Regions from separate parts of the Mus musculus genome. Here region 2 is linked to region 1. Evidence: chromatin contacts called from public Hi-C data. All regions are on one chromosome and are shown on one strand. The core of a region is the stretch at or near the end of the contact, and the rest is flanking DNA. Distances in the headings are between cores, read along the strand shown. Region 1 has its middle 39 kb from the start of Gm20052. Region 2 overlaps Stx18 (syntaxin 18).

Region 1 (2,700 bases), core at 36-2,535:
CCTTTCCATTGGGTAAAGATAGAAACTTTTTGGGGTTTGGTGCATTTTTTGTTTGTTTGTTTGTTTGTTTGTGTTTTTGTTTGTTTTGTTTTTCTTTTTCTTTTCTTTTTTTTTAAGATAGGGTTTCTCTGTGTGGCCCTGGCTGTCCTGGAACTCACTCTGTATACCAGTCTGGCCTCAAAACTCAGAGCTCCACCTGCTTCTGCCTCCTGAATTGATGGGATTGAAGACATGTGCCACCACCATCCACTGCCTTTTATTTTGAATACAAGGCCTCATGTCTAGGCTGTCTTTGAACACCTGATCTTCCTGTTTTCTCTCCCCCCTGATTCCTATTATAAGCATGTACCACCCATGCCTGGATATAGGCATGTACCATTATGCAGTGCTGAGAATGAAACCCAGGGCCTTGTGCACACTAGGCAAACACTCTACCAACTGTATCACATCCCTAACCTAAAGTTGGAGATCCTTTGCCTGAGATGTGTGGACTAAAAGAGATGCTTCCAAGGCTCTCTGCTGTGCAGGGAGGAAGAGGGTGTCCGCTCAGAATAGACTACCCCATCCTCAGTAACCTGCAGCCCTAGCCCGGATGCAGAGGACCACTGATGCCCCACCCACTGGTTCCTATTGTGATCCTCTGACCCTCTGGGGAAGTAGGTAGGCTCTGAACAGCTACGAGAACCACGGAGTCAGTTCTCCTGGTCACCCAGCCAGTCAATGGCAATGCTAATACCCTCACCTACCACCTCTAATACTGCTTTCATGAGAGTGTGATTTCTTAATAAAAAAGTAAAATTGAACTTATGTCCCTTCCTTCAGTGAGCGTGAGCTGCCTTTTAGCCAGGCTATACTCCAAATGTTAAAACCATTTTTGGATTGATTGGGAGCACAACAGCTTTTAGGGAGTGTGTTCTGCCATGCCAAGCCTTTAACTCCCAGCAGAAGGAGACCACGATGCCGGAATGAAAGCTTGATAATATCTATTATTTATCATATTGTCCCCCACCACCCCTTCATGAAATATGGACGGAGGCCCAGAAATCTTAATTGCTGTGCTTGTTCCAGATGGGAAAAAATAATAATTTTCTCTGTCTGCCTTTCTAATATATTCGAATAAAGTTTATGGGGAACTCAGAGTTTATTTCATTCTGGTTGTTATGGGAAAACAAAAACTTTGGACCGAGGCCCAAATCTTTGGAGGCAGTCTACCATGAAGTATACAGACAACCCTGGGAGGTTGTTCATCCTTCTGAGTCCTAGGGAGAACAAAATTCTTCGGGTCTGCTCTCCAGACAGATCTAGGGGCCTTCTGAGCCTGCTAGTCAACCAGCTGCTAGCCTCACAGATGCCCTTTGGGGGGTTCAGCCAGGGGCAAAAGGCTGTTCTGGGGAGCTGGAGGCCCCAGTGTAGCCCAGTCTTGGTAACACCTTCCCAGTTGGAGTGTTTACGAGGCCCAGATGCAGCTCCTGGCTCAAACACCATTGGCTCCCAAATCTTGGACAATTCATTTACTATCTTGGCGTTTCCTTATCTGCATTTTCCACATTGGTAAGGTAGGGTTGATAACGCTGCGCCAAAGTCTACCATAAAAAATATGAAGCAGGCTTTAAAAAGATTCTAAAGCTGTGAGGTGAAGTGCTTCACCCAGAGTCACACTGAGAAGCCAAATTGGCTAACTCCTCCCCCAGGCTTGGCCACTCCAAGGTCACCATGTCAAACTGCTTCCCATACTCACTCCAGGCTGCTGCAGGAGCACGGCTGGCACCAGCCTAGGCCTCCATGTCCCAGCGGAAGTTTGCATGGTAAGCCAGAGAGGGAGGAGTCCAAGTAAGCAAGGGAAGTCTCCAGCCTCTGCCCTGGCCATGGCTGCTCCCTGGTCTGTACCAGGCATACCTTGTGAAGTCACAAAGGGCCCTTCTCCAGAGTCCCAGTCATTGTTTCTAGGAAGGGCAGGATGAGCTAATGCTGGCCAAGCTTCTCTGATTTACTTTCCAGATCACTGTGAATCTCTCCCAATGTCTGGCATCACTCACCTGACAGACTCCAAGAGAAAGGCGACTTGAGGGATGGGGATGCAGTTCTGGGCTTGGGGGATACCTCAGTTGATAAAGTGCTTGTCTTGAAAGCCTGAGGATCTGTGTTCAATCTCCAAAATCCATGTTAAACTAGCTGAATGTGGCGATCACATCCTTGTAGTTCCCAAGGTTCGATGGCCAAGTCTAGCCTTCTCAGCAATTTCTGAGCCAATGAAAGACCCCATTTCAGAAAACTAGCTGGACAGTATCTGAGGGACATCACTTGATGCTGACCTCTTCCACACACATGCACACACATGCACACATGTGCACACGAATACACAGAAGGGATAGTCAGAGTGAGTCTATACAGCTGTATGCAGGAGAATACCACCCTGACCTTTCCAAACCAACCCTAGAACACACACACAAACACACACACACACATTGAAGATTGGTTCTAATGCTTTGATTCATTTGGGAATCTGCATGTCCAAATCCTTGTCCCCGATTGGTTTTTGATCAACCAATAAAGATGCCAATGGCCACTGGTTGGACACAAGGTGGATCCCTTAGAGTTCCGAGGGCTAGGATGCTGAGAGGGAGGGCAGAATCGCCATGACTCCAGGCAGAAGGATGGGATGCAGGAGTGGTAGGAGATAGAGCCACCCAGCCATGTGAG
Region 2 (2,700 bases), core at 149-2,648, 130 kb after region 1:
AGCTTCATGGCTTAGCGTTTATCTGGGGCAGGAGAGTTAGCACTCAGCTGAGGCCAGAGAGGCTGTGAGCTGCAGCTGCTTAGTTCTAAACTAGGCGTTGATGGAGTGTAAAGATCCGCATTCTGTGACTTTGGATGAAGTTAAGAAAAGGGGGAAAGCAGAAGTTAGAAAGGAATTAAAAACATTTATTTTACAAGTCCTCAGCACTCGTGTAAGGAAGCTGTGTGCTCATAATCTGTATTAAGACATGATTTTTGGTAGCCAGTCTTGTGAAGCTTGTATTGAAATTCACATGTAGACTGACCTAAAGAAGCTCTCTTCCCTTTGCAGTTTCTCCATGCCAGTTGGCTTGCTATGTTCAGTTTATGTGCAGCACATGAAGAAAACATAAAACGGCACAATCACAAGGCCAAAGTTCTGTCATGGTTTTGTACAAATGCCTTATTCTGATCCTATCTTGGTTTAAGCATGAGCCTTACAGAGAGCAAGGGCGGAAATTGGGAATGATTTTCTACAGCACTTACATGCTACTCTGCTTCTAGTCATTCAATACAGGTCAATCTTAAGCTGAGCAAATCGGTATAAGAAAATCTGTACACATGTGAAGTGGGAAATCGGGGTAGTTGTTCATTTTCCGTGAAGATATAACTTATGGAAGATTTAATTTTAGAGACACTTCCTGGGTCCTATAACTTAAAGTAGGCTTAATTTTAGAGCTACTTCTTGGGTCTGTGCAAGATCATTATACTTGCAGTGACTTCTTTTAGAGGCAGGAATGAGCCATCTGTAGTGACAGAAACAGTTGCTTCTGCAAAATGTGCCTCAGTTCAAATCAGTGCTGTTAAAACACACCATTATCTTTGTGCCTTAGAAACTGTCTGATTTTGTGACAAGAAGAGGTGATATTGATCATGTTTGTGTGTCTTACCAGGAGTGTTGGTGAAACTGCCAACTGTGACTGTGAAAACCTGTTTTAGGCCTACACACATGTGATTTCAAGAAGAACAGCAACTTAGGATTTATTCTGTGGCCATAAAATCCTCTTTGCTGTAAAACCCGAACACTCACAGCAGCTTCTGAAAATGGAACCTTGAGACTATTCTGTATCCTGTACTTTCTGTTTTCACTTTTCTGGAGTTAGGACATTTCTACTCTATCAGTATGGCAACAAAAGTGAGTTTAGGGAATAGAAAATGAAGCTTTAATTGGAATGGAGATTGAAAAAAAATGTTCCTAATGTCATGATGTGGGTGGGAAATCCACGAGGAATGCACAGACTGGCTACAAGGCAGCCCTCCATCTCAAGCTGTTTTCCCCAGGGTCGTCTGACAGGGTTGGGGCCTGAGAAGTGTCTGCCTGTGTATTCAGCACACCAAGCAAAGGCAATGGCGTTTCAGCCAGGGCTGGGAGTCCGTGCACAGGGATCTGGAGCCTATGCATCAGGGAGCGGGCTCTGGGGATTTATGTGGTGCTGTGTGGTGACTTCATGCTTGTCCTGCTGGATAAAGAGTGCTGTGTTTATAGTAGGGAGGGCCTCTTTTTTTTAGATTAGGAAGTAGTTTTGCTTGTTTTGTTTTAGCACAGACAAAATTCCTGGTCATTTGCAATTCTTAAAAAGCCATATGCAAGGGTTTAGTCAAGAATATGCTTTGCTTTATAAGTTACCCGGCTGGAAGATAACCATATCAATGTTGCTAACGACTTGTGTCCAGAAGAATGTTTGCTTTTTCTGTTTTTCACTTGAGCCCTTTAGGAAGTATTTTTCATGGACTTCAAGTGATACAAACTCATTCATCAAACAGTAACATTTATATGTGAAAATCTTCATCATAAGGCAGTTTCTGCTAGAAGAGAGGCAGGGTCTTTGAATTTCCCCCCAAAACTGCAACTTCAGAAAATATGTAAGAGATGTAGCAATTAACCTACATGCAGGTTTCTAATACTAGAAAATGGGCAGCTAGTTACATTCAAAGACAGGATCTGATGGGCCCAAATTGCTTAAAACAGCACAGTTACTGAAGATCTTCCCTAGGGAGCTTGAGAAACCATTTAACAGATGAAAGTACATTCTGAAAAGTCTGACCTTACAGGCAATCATAAAATGAATCAAAACAGTGCTTTTTCCCCCTGAAATGTACAGAGCCCATCTGTGTCTAATCCAGTAATTATAGACTGTGTTCAATTACCTTTTCAAACTTGGAGCAGACTGGAGACTAGGCAGTGAACAAACATAGGGTTTTGTCTAGACCTCAATTGACCACAGTCTAAAACGTGAATTTATATCTAATTTTATTTTTTGTTTGGTTTGATAGTTCTTAGAGGATTCATTTTTGCTACTTGGTATTTCAGCCTCTTGATCTCAGACACCGCCTTCTCTCATCACAAAAGCTTTTGTATCTGCTGTGGCTTAAGCTGTAACAAGAGGTTTAGTTTTGTGAGTAGTCACTGTTGCTTGCAAATCAATAATTTGTGCTAGAGAAAAGGCTACACTGGGCTGGGGGAGGGGGTTTCGCCAGTGAGTAGCATTTTTTAAAATAGCCCTTTAAATGTGTTGCTGCTGACTGTAACTCTTTGTTGTATGGTTAGGAAAAATAAATTATTTTCCTTAAATGTAAAAAACTCTTATAATTTTCAGTTGCTATGTTCATTTACCATTTTAAAAAATACTTGGAGATGGCCAAAAGAAATCTGTCTTTCCCT

The links. A called contact is a pair of places that touch in the nucleus more often than the background predicts.
Region 2: a Hi-C map of uterus shows a contact between it and region 1. The contact joins two enhancer-like sites. A contact is called at or near these places in 3 of 484 Hi-C or Micro-C datasets (nephron progenitors and uterus) and 1 of 9 other capture datasets (embryonic stem cells).

What each region holds. Positions count from the first base shown.
Region 1 is chr5:37,931,171-37,933,870 of GRCm38.p6, forward strand. No RefSeq gene overlaps it. Among named protein-coding and RNA genes, the nearest start is that of Gm20052, 39 kb to the left of the region's middle. Within about 2 kb of position 1,286, at least 6 of the 459 cell types and tissues checked have an H3K27ac peak or open chromatin away from gene starts, as enhancers often do. A contact at or near this core is called in uterus, where this site is marked.
Region 2 is chr5:38,063,478-38,066,177 of GRCm38.p6, forward strand. The region is part of intron 1 of Stx18 (syntaxin 18); the gene reads left to right. Among named protein-coding and RNA genes, the nearest start is that of Stx18, 26 kb to the left of the region's middle. Within about 2 kb of position 1,399, at least 23 of the 459 cell types and tissues checked have an H3K27ac peak or open chromatin away from gene starts, as enhancers often do. A contact at or near this core is called in uterus, where this site is marked.